Regions from separate parts of the Drosophila melanogaster genome. Here all the other regions are linked to region 4. A link is a contact called in public Hi-C and HiChIP or PLAC-seq data. All regions are on one chromosome and are shown on one strand. The core of a region is the stretch at or near the end of the contact, and the rest is flanking DNA. Distances in the headings are between cores, read along the strand shown. Region 1 holds the start of lncRNA:CR45464 (long non-coding RNA:CR45464). Region 2 overlaps fog (folded gastrulation). Region 3 holds the start of fog (folded gastrulation). Region 4 holds the start of lncRNA:CR44997 (long non-coding RNA:CR44997).

Region 1 (3,039 bases), core at 156-2,655, 150 kb before region 4:
TTCTCCCTCTTTTTAATTTTCCTTACTTTTATTATTTACGGTATTAGTTTAGGATCAGAGCTTATGTACATCTTTTTACTTGGTTAAGTTAATTATATAGTTATATAATGCGATTTTCGTTGGCATCATCTTATACGTGGTTGCCTTCGAACTCGAGCATTTCATTCTCATGATTGTTTTATCGTTCATTTCATTTTGTATGCCTTTCAAGTGTTATTATCCTGGCCATATGTTCTTTTCAGATGCGCCCATCTCAGTCGAACACCCATTAGATGCGAACAACAATTACGTGTTGCGCTTTCATTGCGGCCGACTCGTTTGGTTTCCCTTCCTCTTCTCTATTATGCATCCATTGGCGAGGATACAACGGACTCGGGACAAGTGCGAAAAAAGGATTCGAGCCACGTGATATTGACCTTTGAACAACGCTCTGCCGTTGTTGTATTTTCTCTAATGTTTATTTGTAATTTTTGTACCTGTTGTGTGCCATTTCACCAATCCTTGATCCTTTTCCGTCGCTTCTCGGCACTCGCTTCCTGTCCTGTCCAGTTTGGCAATTGTCCTGTTTGTCCAGGACAGGGGCGACATTTGGCATGTCCACGCAATTAGCGCCCTTTTCCGGTCCGCTTTGCGAATCCATTTCCCATGCCTACACCCACACGTTTCTGCAGCCCTCGATTAATTCATTTTCACCAGCCAGCCTCTAACGAGGTCGCATTTGTCCGGCCATCGAAAGGCGGGCGGGGAAAAACACACCAATATGCACTTAAAAAAATTCCACTTCATTCTTTTCGTACTCGTGTGTCGGAGATCGAAGCCACAGAAGCGGGCCGTGACTATTTAACATAAATATCAAAGAATCCTGACTACATGAAATACATGCATATGTACATATGTACTTGTACACTAAAAATATAAACGGCATAAATAAAAAACACTTCAATCTCGACTTCAAAAATATATATCCATTGTGAAAGATATGTTATGCAGTTCGGCAAGCATTAAGTGACTGTAACTGTGATTTGATTATTCTATAATTTTGCTCACTTTCTTTCTTACTCAGCTTTTATGATTTGTGCGATTTGTGCTTTTGTGTCCAACTAATTATTAAGCATAATTATTTATAATTATTTATCACTCCCGACGAGCTGGTGCTTTTGTCGCCCCCAACAAAAGGTGTAGAAGCCAAAAGACAGGCAGAAGTTTAACAGGCCAGAAAAAAAAGGAAAATATGCTGCACAGCGGTGGGAATTTGCGGGCGCAGCTGACGGTCTCTCGGCGTTGGGCAAGGCAAAACATTTAATATCTGATGTTGCAGGAGCTGGGCGTGTCTTTGATCCTGTTGTGCACTGCACTGCCCCACCGGAATCAAAAGACAGGGATATCTGACACCGTAAAAAAAACTTAAGGAAAGTGATTATTACCCGACTTTAAGCTGGCTACAATCACATGTGTATAACTACGAGTATTCTATTCCGATTGTGCATGGTATGTCTCATGGAGCTGGGGATTTTTCTGAGTGTTTTTATTTTGCTTGCCCTGGGACAGTGTTAGTGCCTTAAAGAGTTGCACCTTTGGCCACTCCAAGCCAGAAGAAATCCAGTGCAGAGGGCCAGTGGGAAGGTGGAAAGGACTGGAGTACGTACAGTCAAGTAGAGTGGCTGCCAGTGGAGTGGACTGGATTGTTGTGCTGCTGTGTTCTGGTTTTATTTTCACTTTTTTCGTATACTTCGGACACTGCTGCCGGATTACTGAGCACATGCTTAGACCCTATTTATGGACTCTTAAAACTGCAGCAGCCGCAGTGGCAGCCACAAGAAGCCATCGCCACGGCCACGGTCAATTGATGTCTGGATTCTTCGTCCTGTGTCCATTGTCCGGCGTCCTTTGTGCGGCCAAATACAGATACCTTGCCATGGTAACAGCAACAAAACATCAATATTACTTCGTTTTTGATTTGGCAATCAGGTGTTGTGGAGCTTCCTGCTGACCAAGTTAATGTAAGAAGCAAAAGCTCACTTTATGAGCAACTGCCTCTCTCAATGGGATCCTGAATTTACAGCTTAATAAACTGGCTTTTATATACATCTTTTTATACCAGTTACTTGTAGAGTAAAAGAGTATACTAAATTCTATGAAAAGTAAGTAACGGGCTGAATGATGCGTTTCCGACTATATAAAGTATTGTATATGAATTCTTGATGAGGATCAATAGTCGAGTCGATCTAGCCATGTCCGTCTGTGCGTCTATCCGTATTTTCGTCCAAATTTGAGGACGTAGGGCAAGTTTGTTGACACATATTGCCACGCCCACTCTAGCGCCCCAAAGCCGCCGAACCGGTAACGCCGACACCTTGGAACCATTTTTAAATTATTTCTTATTTTATTCCCCAATATGTGTTGATATCCTAGAAAAATGATGAAATTTCGCCTTCGCATTCACACTAGCTGAGTAACGGGTATCTGATATCTGATTCTCTCTTGTTTCTTTTGCACATAAATACACAAATAATTTTTGCCTTCATTTAAACAATTTGAGAAAGTCGCCGGGTTCTATATACAAAATTTGCCTTCAATACACTGTGAGCATGGCAATAAACATTCGACATGGGAACCAAATCATAAAATATTTGATAAAACTATGTTAGTTTGACGCAACTACGGTGATTGATTTCGGAAGCTGGCTATTAAATTTCATGCTTTTCAAGCATTTCATGAAATGCTTTCGGTATGAACACCTGTAAGTTTTGTTATTATGATAGCGGAAGAACAGAAGGTTCCTTTTTTCGACTTATAGAATTTCATGTATTTAATAATTTATGTTTGCCATTAAATGATCAAATTATATAAAGCTATAATTCGTTATTGCTTACTTTCCGAAAATCCGCAAAAAAGACTTCTTCTGCGTAAGCGAGCTGAGAAGGGGTACGGTGCAGCTGAAAAGTGTTAGTTACGACTGCAAAGGACTCTTGATTCCCTCCTTCTGCCCTTTCCGTTTTTATATATCCTAAACTCCTTGGCTCAGCTTTTAGTCGAATC
Region 2 (2,879 bases), core at 40-2,539, 170 kb before region 4:
ATGGCGATTGTGCGGCTGGGGCCTTCCTCTTAATTTGATAGCTGGCCAAAAGTCTGCGGTAAGTATCCCACTAAGAATTCGGTGCTGGATTAGCCACAACTTCGAAAGAGAGCCCCGGGCGAAACTCATTCAACCGTACTGCAAACCGCCACTCGGCTTGGACTTTATGAAGATTCCTTTATTGTTCACCTTAACAGTTTGTCCGAAAGTCGGACGCTTAACTCGTTCCGCAGCGAATTGGCCAAAACGACAAAAAGGCAGACGCAAAATAAACCAAATATTCAAGTGCAGGTCGATAGGAGGACTTTCAACTGCGTAATGGGCTTTGTGTGTCAACTGGCCAAAGGAGATGCCAAAGAGAATTTCGTTGCACCCCAGCTTTGGCGATACACTAAGCAAAAGAGTACCGGGATATATTCCCTGGAGTGAGTTGCAATTCTGATCAGAAATCAGAAATCACGCTCTAGACTATTAGGCTACCACAACAAAATTTAGCTGTTTTCCAATGTCTTTTCAAACACGGGTTGCTTTTGTTTATTAAAACGCTTATACCAGCCAGAGAAGATCTGCGAAATAAATGTACCAACAACTGAATTTATCCACCGTTTTAGTCGTTCTTCTCTGTGAAGCTAGAGGCAAATAAGGCGCTAAACGACGGGTTCCAGCCACTGACGAATCGTCAGTTGCGGGAGAAAAAAGCGGTCGAAGGAGGGCGGAAACAAAATCAGCTACAGGAAGCCCACACACGGGCCTGTGCCCGTGCACACACACACTGGCGGAGAAATGACTAACATAATATGTCAAAATATCTGTCAAAATATTCGTCGTAGGTGCGGGAGGCTGCCGTCCGTTTCCAAAAGAAATGCATTAGGAAAATATAGAATTTGCCCGCAGCAGCGAAACTCCGCGATTTCCCCCGCCTGATTTCCCATTTCTTTGGTTGCTCCTTGTCGAAAAATGTCCTCAGTGAACATATGCAGAAGGCATGTTAACATGGCGAATAAAATCTTGTGCGCCTGCATCTGTGTGTTTGCCTAACGAGCTGCATTAGTCGCTGATTGCAGTAGCTGAGCTGTGGTGACAGATGCAGGTGGAGGGGACGGAACACGGGGAAGGCAGTGGCAGTGGCGCCTGGGAAATACGCATCTTGTATTTGGCACCGCACCACCTGGCTTCAGTCGGATCCTCCAACTTTAAATTTAAATCCCAAATGTACTAGCACCCGCACCAAGCACACACGCGCCATCTGTAGGCGACCGGCAGAATGCCTTGGATCTCGTTTTCCGTTGCATACCTTAAGGCTGCGAGTGTTAGTCTAGCGAAACAATTAATTTCGACATGTTGTTAGCACTGTGTTTCATGGAAGAAATTACGTTGATTTCTACAAAAAGATGCACCAAAAAATCCTTGCAACAAGGATATAGGATTATAGATATATAGGGTCTACGTCGATGTAATTAGATCAAGTGCTTATTTATGTATTTCAATATTATTAGTGTAGTTGCTTTTATTGCTTTTAAGGAATTTATAGGTGTGTAATGATCTATTCCAACGACAGCTCTGTCTTATCTATTTCGTACGGATTTTGTATAGACAATTGTACAACGACATTTGGGCACAAGAGAAAACAGACCACTTAAATTTTTAATAGAAACCCCCGATTTTTTGTGATAATTGGATAATAAATAATAAATATTCGTAAAATGCTATTCATACAATTGGGAAAAGGGAATGGGGAATGTTTAAATGGTCTTAAAGGCGTCTGCGTGTGTGTCTTCAACAATCCTGCGTATGCAAACTGAGCCAATGGGTAATGATATGGGAAAAATAGAAAATGTTTTTTCTTTTTACTTAATGCTTACAATATTTTAAGTTGTAACCTATCGATAATCATAGTATCCCGCTTACAGATGTAGTTTAAAATAAAGAGAAAAAATTAAAAAAAAAAATTAAATTAAAATTTAATACTTGTTTTGTAACGCGTAACGAAATAAATTGATGGAAGGCAAGGAAACCTGTACTTGCGAGTGCACACTTTAGAGTCCGCCCAAAGACGTTAAAATAACTTGTGTCTTTGGTCCGGCTCTAGCTCATGGCGTTGGGTGTGGTGGTCTCTCTTGTACAGATACCTTTTCGCTACAGACATTAATGAATAAGATCAGGAATTGACCGTGCTTGCAACAAAAGAAGAGAGGAGCTAGTATACAAAATCGGAGGAAGCCAATTAATACATATATTCGGAAGCGAAACACCGGTGTAATCTACCTATGACTACTTTCCTTAAGAGCATGGGTCTTAAGGAGCCTTTGGTGCCCTATGTCCAGAGAAACATCAGACGAGTTCAGTATTTAAGTTTTTAGTGCTGACTCGTAATTAATGACAATATTTATAACTGATAACAATAAGTACATAATAAATTAAAGAAGTACCTAAATAAATACAAACTAAAGTAAGTTAAGTAAATATAAGGAAATGGGTTTTTTTTTTGTAAATTTGAACAAATTTTTATAAAAGTTATTCAAGAAAATTATACTTAGATAGGCGCGAAGAGCACTTGTTGCTAAATATATTTTTTAGAGGAGGAAAAAATTATTTATTTAAATTTTCCAAAATTCAGTGTTTTTAGTTCATTTCTCTTCTCTATATTCTTGTTCCATAAATTATTATTTTTTTGCTTAAATTAGTTTCTTAAATCGAAAAAGGAAAAAATAAAACAACTGCATGGGAGTGGGTTGCAAGTAAATTCTTCTTTTTTTTATTTATTTATTTGGAAGCGATGAATCCATACAATGCAGTAATAGTAACATAACAGAGCAATTACCAAGTACATGATAAAACCAAACCTCGCACTAAGCACGTGAGGACTTACAATAGTAAAT
Region 3 (2,901 bases), core at 298-2,797, 200 kb before region 4:
GGGAATTCACCTTAATCAAATCGAAATTGAAACGCTGTAAACGACAAAGTGGCCTTAATTGGCCATTATGTTGGCCTAAACACCGGCACAGGCTCAAGTGGCGGCTAAAATTACCAAGAAGTGCGATTTGCGATTCAGTGCCCAATGATGATGACGGGGAACAAAACCATGACTGCTATCAACTTCAATTAGGTTTCGAGGAAATCCATCTCCGACTTTCCAGCTTTTCCGAGATATTTTTATTAAGCCGGCCACTCCAGTTAGCCTTACATATTTCCGAATGTTAGTAGTGTCTGTAGGGGTCTACCGAACTCGGACAAAATTGAAAATAAAAATTTTATTTAATAAGGTACATACATACATACATAGTACATATGTAAATAGAAACAAACAGCCAACGGAAAATTACCAGGAAGAGCCGTACTGCCTTTTTAAATTGAACAACTAGCAGCATTCAGAAAAAATTAAAAGCAGAGAACATCATTAATCATCCTTTGCAGGCGGCCAAAAGAGAGCATCTCCCTAATTGAGAACAAGAGAACATAACAGAAGAAAATGTTAATCATGTATGGGAAAAACAAAAAAGAAAAGAGAATTGTCGAGAAGAGTAAAAGGGTATACTAGATTCGTTAAAAAGAATGTAACAGGGAGAAGGAAGCGTTTTCAACCATATATGTATATGTATATGTACATGTACTTGTATATGTACATGTGTATATATGTATCGTGATCAGGATCAATCAGGACCAGTCGAACTGGTCATGTCCGTCTGTCTGTCCGTCCGTATGAACGTCGAGATATCAGAAAATATAAAAGCTAGATTCTAGAGACATTAGACGCAGCGAAAGTTTGTTCCCCATGATGCCACGCCCACAAACCTCCCAAAACTGCCACGCTCACACCTTTGCATAATGTTTTGATAGTTTTCCATATTTCTATGACTCTTGTTAATTTTTATCGATATGATAAAAATTCCCACTCTAATGCACCAAAACTGACACTCCCACACTTTTGAGAAATGATTTAATTTTTTTGTATTAAACCAGTTGTTTTTCCAATTTATAGATATGCCGAAGATATGCTATCTTAAACCGCCCAATATATCCTGCCCAGACCTTAGAGAATTAAAATTAATTTTTTCCCACCAATTTCTACTAATGTTCGTGAAAAATGTTGAAAAGTCTCGTCCCACTTGGACTTGCTGAATAACGGGTATCTGATAGTCGGGGAACTCGACTATAGCGTTCTCTCTTGTTTTAAATTAATGACATACATACTCAAAACAATGCACGATCAAAACAGCAAAATGATTTCTTTGTGCAGTTGCAACTTAAGAGCAATGAAAACTGAGCGCGGCTTCAGCGCGCTCTTTGAAAAGAGTTCCCTAATGCCGCGCATCGGCTCTTTTCTCTCGGCTAAGATCATTGTCGAACGCGCGTACATATACATATATACAGTACATGTATATTTATATCTGACCACTCTCTGTCTGTCGCAGCGACTGCGGCGCCGACGTCGACGCCTGCGACGACACGTTTCGAAGCCGCTTCTCATTCAAAAAACAACTGTGAACGTGATCGGTAACGGTGCGTGTTCTCTTGTCCGCCCGCTACAGTCTCTTCAAAAAAAAAAACTTAAAAGAAATGAGGGGGGAAGAAAGCGGATAAAAATCACCAACAATAGTAGCAAATGAAAAAAGTAAAGTAACACTATCATTTCGATTGAATTTGTAACATAAATTCGATATTTAAGAGACATGTGCAATCGGTCAAAACGTGGCGCATATAACTTAAAAGCAAATAGTAACATGGGAATATAAATTTGTAATATACATAAATATCTTCTGATTGTGTCCCTTAAAAACGTTTCTTCGTGTGCTTTTATTTTATCTAAATTTGACCCGATTTTAATTTGAATTTGAACAAGAACCTAAACTAAAACAAAACAAAAAAACATTCGAATGCTTATCTGTAAAAGGAAACAGGAAAGAGAGAACGAACGAAGTGAAAATAAAGTAGAATAAAATAAAATACATACTACGAGGCATGTATAAATATACTACGCTTTTGTGTTTATACTACATTGTGAAACAGTTGTCGTTGTACTTGTTGTTGTCTTTACAGCAACAGGCGTCCGATAATTTATAATCTTAAAAATATATGTGCGCCGTACATATAGATTCGCCTACTGAAAAACCCGAGATCAACTTTAAAATACTAGTACCAACCATAATTTGAAGCTTAGCTTTGAGTTATAAATATTTAGTTAACGTTATTTCACAATGATATATATTAAATATCTACAATATTTCACAATCTTAAGCTATTTTCGGTGCACATGTAGGCATTATTTTTGAATTGCACTCAATGTTGCATACAAAATAATTCTCTTTCGTTTTTCCCAAACAGGATGTTACCATTGATACCTTTTGAAGTCGATTTGTTGTAGTGTGTTTTTTTTTCGTGTGCGCAAAAGTCTTTGTGAATTATATGATAATACATGTGATACAGTTGGAGAAATAAAATAGATAAATCAACAAAATCGAATACAAAACCGTGTTGTCCTAATGAGCCTAACAACTGCAGCGAAAAATGAAAGGCAGCCAGCGACGGGAAAACTTTAAGCAACTGAAAAAAATTTAGTATCTTACAAGTTTGAACTGGCTCTTACCAGCAAGCCAATCAACACATACATATAAAATTCTTAATAAACCAAACAAAAAATTAAGCTCAACCGCCATCAAATCGAAATTCAAAACGAGCCAATTTGTGGTGTTTATTATTTATTTGTATGCTAATTTATTTTTACAACAACTTGATATTAACCCACAATCAAAGAAAAACAAAAGTGGGGAAAAGACAAAGAAGAAGCAACTAAAAGCAAAAGCAGCGCACCTTCTTC
Region 4 (2,909 bases), core at 305-2,804:
GGATATTAATTTCCAGGCGTCGTTCAACACACATCCGTACACTTCTTAACTTAGGACAAGCATTCTAAATAATATTTAATATCAAAATAACGCATCTCAACGGCACATATGTTTCGTTAGACATCCAAATTTAATTTAACCAAATAATTAACGCGTTTAATACAGAATTTGCAAAAAAAGACTGCAAAGTTATATACTGTATGTCCTTAAATGCCAAGTCCAGTATAAGCTTTATAAAAAGTTACACCAAAAATGGCATGAAGGGCACTACGATAATTCACTTGCAATCATATGCATACAAAATTTTTGTTAAGTCGATGCAGTTTTATAAATTATTGGCCGAATAAAGCTACAATATCCCCTCAAAGATTACACAAATAAATAAATACTAGCAATATATATGAAATGCAACGTATAATAACGCTGTTATTAATTCATGATTAAATACATTCTATTTACAAGAAAGAGAAAAAAAGGTATCACATATTTTCCATACACAAACAGATTTTTCTTGAAATATCAGTTAGGCACAGCAAACTGCAACACTAAGCCCAAAAAATGTACATATTTGCTGCGGTTTTTGTTAAAGCCTTTAATGTCCGAATTCAATTTAATGGGTAAAGTTTGTTATTGTGAACTATAAAAAAATATTTTAATTATAAATTGATTGTACGCATTTTATTAAATGGAAAATTCTGTTTATTTTAAATAATTTAGTAGCCTTTTAGGTGGTTCGGTTTATAGAGGGAGACAATACATGTGTAGAGAAGAGCACTTAGTTTGGAGGATTAGGAAATTATTGTTTAAGTTCTTTAGACTTTAAAAAGTCAACGGGTTAAAGTGGCACATGTGTTGGCGCTATGGAAGCTGTACCCCGCAAATCTGGCAATTACTTAATAGGATTCATTAATTTGAAAGTACAGCTCGCTGAACGTATTGAAGGTTGCGAAGTTCAGTGCATTTATTTATCAATGATTCTCTTACGTGCTGACTATTGAAAATATGTGATTTAAAAAAATCGCCCTTTTCGGGCATTTGTTTCATCATTTCCCGCCCACTCCGCTCGTCGTCAATCAATCAATTTGCCGCTGTCATAACAACTGTGCATCAGCAAAAAGTTGGCCCTCTTTTTCACAAAATTCCCCGAAAACCTCGAGCTGTGGTTACTGCGGTTCCGCTTCTGGGGTTACGGTGTATATCTTATATATTGGGACTCACCCGAGAAAACTGGTACGTGTGTTGTATTTTGAGGGCTGCACTTTCTGTTTCCGAATTTGCACTCACACATTGAACTCCAACAAAATATAGCCAAAACAGTGCGCTACACCCGCACAAAGCACTCAAAAAATAATTCAACACTCGCGGGACGTCACAGAAACTGATACTTTTATGATATATTTTTCGAATAATTTCACTTTTGATTTTCGAGTGGAGTTTGGTGAACGATAGCTCCTCATACATACACTTCTTAGCACTCGCCAAAGCTCTACAATGTCTGACGTGCGAAATTCGAGCGTCGCCTGTCCGCTGGACCGGAGCAGTTGGAAAACGCGCAAAGACTGAAATTCGGCGTTGGCCGTCAGCTGCCGGCAACTGCATCCCGTCGCTCGGCTTTTTCCCGACTTTCCCGAGGCGAGGCGGCACGAGCGGCCACGAACTGCAGCCGAGCATCTCAGCAGCATCCACGAAGCGGCTTGTTGCCGCAACATATCAACGGCATTCGACGACGCGGTGTTGTCGTTGTCAAGGGTGCCCCTCGTTCTTGTACTGACACTACCGCCACCGCTAGGAAAATTCCCGCAGCGGGGGCAGCCGCTTTCCCATTTCCACGTCGTGCTATTTTTGTTAACGCCGCCGATGCCGCCGCTGGCTCACGTGTGCGTTAGGTCAGTGACGCTTCGCATGGCATCGTCTCGATGTTCAATTTATTTTCACGCTGCGGCTGCACTGCGAATAATCAGAAATCCCGATTAATGAGGCAAATTTCTGGCGAACGTTAATTATTTTCCATTTTAAAATCAGTTCCTTTATGCTAATTCAAGGTTGGGCAATAGCTGTTTGGTCCCAAGATATGGGAGTAACTAACTAACTTTTCAGAAATCTGCATAACTTCAAAACAAGATCAATAAATAATGAATGAGCCATTACAGTGGGCTTACTTACAGTGGGACAAAAAGCGTGAAAGTTGCTGGACCAAATAATACCGATTAATTTATTTCAGTAGACTTTTCCGTTTGTTTTCAGCTTGCGGCTTGCATTTATTGCTAACAGATGACACAGTGGGTCCATCCGGGGAGATCTTCAATGTGTCAAAATTGTTAATGCAAGAGGCGGCAAGCGGTGCCAATATAAATAAATGAACTCAGAAAAGCTTATGAAGGCAGGAAATATCTAGCATTGGCATTTTCAATTATTTATTTTCTCGTTGTAGACAAAACTTATAACACATAGTGTGTTGAAAAATAGAACATTTTTATACACCATTGCAGTCATAAGTATCAATCTGATAAATATTTGGTATGTTATTTACAAATTTTATGTTAGTAAATGTTCAAATGTCTTATGTTCAAGTAATGAAACAATATGTAATGGCAGAGTTTAAGACCATGATTTATTATTTCAAATCAAAATAATTTTACTAAACTTCCAATAAAGTTAAATAACAATCCTATTGCACCTTTATTTAAACTGTCTGTTGGCTAACTTATAAGAAATCATAAGATAAAACCAAGAGAGCTTGATACAGTCGAGTTCTCTGACTATCAAATACCCCGCGGAATAATATTTGAAAAAATTAAAATATTGTTCAATAGTGTGGGCGTGGCAGTTTTGGGCGGTTTGTGGGCGTCAGAATGGGAGTGGCAAAATTTGAAACAAACTACGCTGCGGCTATGTCTCAGGAAGCTGCA

The links. Hi-C and Micro-C count contacts between places; a contact is called where the count stands out from the background. HiChIP or PLAC-seq counts read pairs in DNA pulled down with a chosen protein or histone mark.
Region 1: a Hi-C map of the Kc167 cell line shows a contact between it and region 4, with 3 times the contacts expected there. The contact joins the promoter of lncRNA:CR45464 here to the promoter of lncRNA:CR44997 in region 4. A contact is called at or near these places in 18 of 107 Hi-C or Micro-C datasets (the Kc167 cell line, the OSC cell line, the S2 cell line and 8 more) and 1 of 6 datasets of contacts at active chromatin or transcription factors (the Kc167 cell line).
Region 2: a CP190 HiChIP or PLAC-seq map of the Kc167 cell line shows a contact between it and region 4, with 6 times the contacts expected there. The contact joins the enhancer-like site here to the promoter of lncRNA:CR44997 in region 4. A contact is called at or near these places in 7 of 107 Hi-C or Micro-C datasets (the OSC cell line, the S2 cell line, embryo and 1 more) and 1 of 6 datasets of contacts at active chromatin or transcription factors (the Kc167 cell line).
Region 3: a contact with region 4 is called in a Hi-C map of the Kc167 cell line, with 5 times the contacts expected there. The contact joins the promoter of fog here to the promoter of lncRNA:CR44997 in region 4. A contact is called at or near these places in 2 of 107 Hi-C or Micro-C datasets (the Kc167 cell line and eye imaginal disc) and 1 of 6 datasets of contacts at active chromatin or transcription factors (the Kc167 cell line).

Annotation. Positions count from the first base shown.
Region 1 is chrX:22,805,765-22,808,803 of dm6, reverse strand. It overlaps lncRNA:CR45464 (long non-coding RNA:CR45464), which reads left to right and starts at 1,405. Exons shown (of 1, transcript NR_123991.1): 1 at 1,405-2,303.
Region 2 is chrX:22,823,256-22,826,134 of dm6, reverse strand. fog (folded gastrulation) reads left to right here. Exons shown (of 3, transcript NM_001272855.2): 3 at 1-1,818. Among named protein-coding and RNA genes, the nearest start is that of CG42346, 7.7 kb to the left of the region's middle. Within about 2 kb of position 1,289, at least 28 of the 39 cell types and tissues checked have an H3K27ac peak or open chromatin away from gene starts, as enhancers often do. A contact at or near this core is called in the Kc167 cell line, the S2 cell line, embryo and 1 more, where this site is marked.
Region 3 is chrX:22,853,840-22,856,740 of dm6, reverse strand. fog (folded gastrulation) reads left to right here and starts at 1,547. Exons shown (of 3, transcript NM_001272855.2): 1 at 1,547-1,698. All of the region lies in intron 1 of CG42346, which reads right to left.
Region 4 is chrX:22,655,969-22,658,877 of dm6, reverse strand. lncRNA:CR44997 (long non-coding RNA:CR44997) reads right to left here and starts at 1,554. Exons shown (of 4, transcript NR_123990.1): 1 at 1,219-1,554.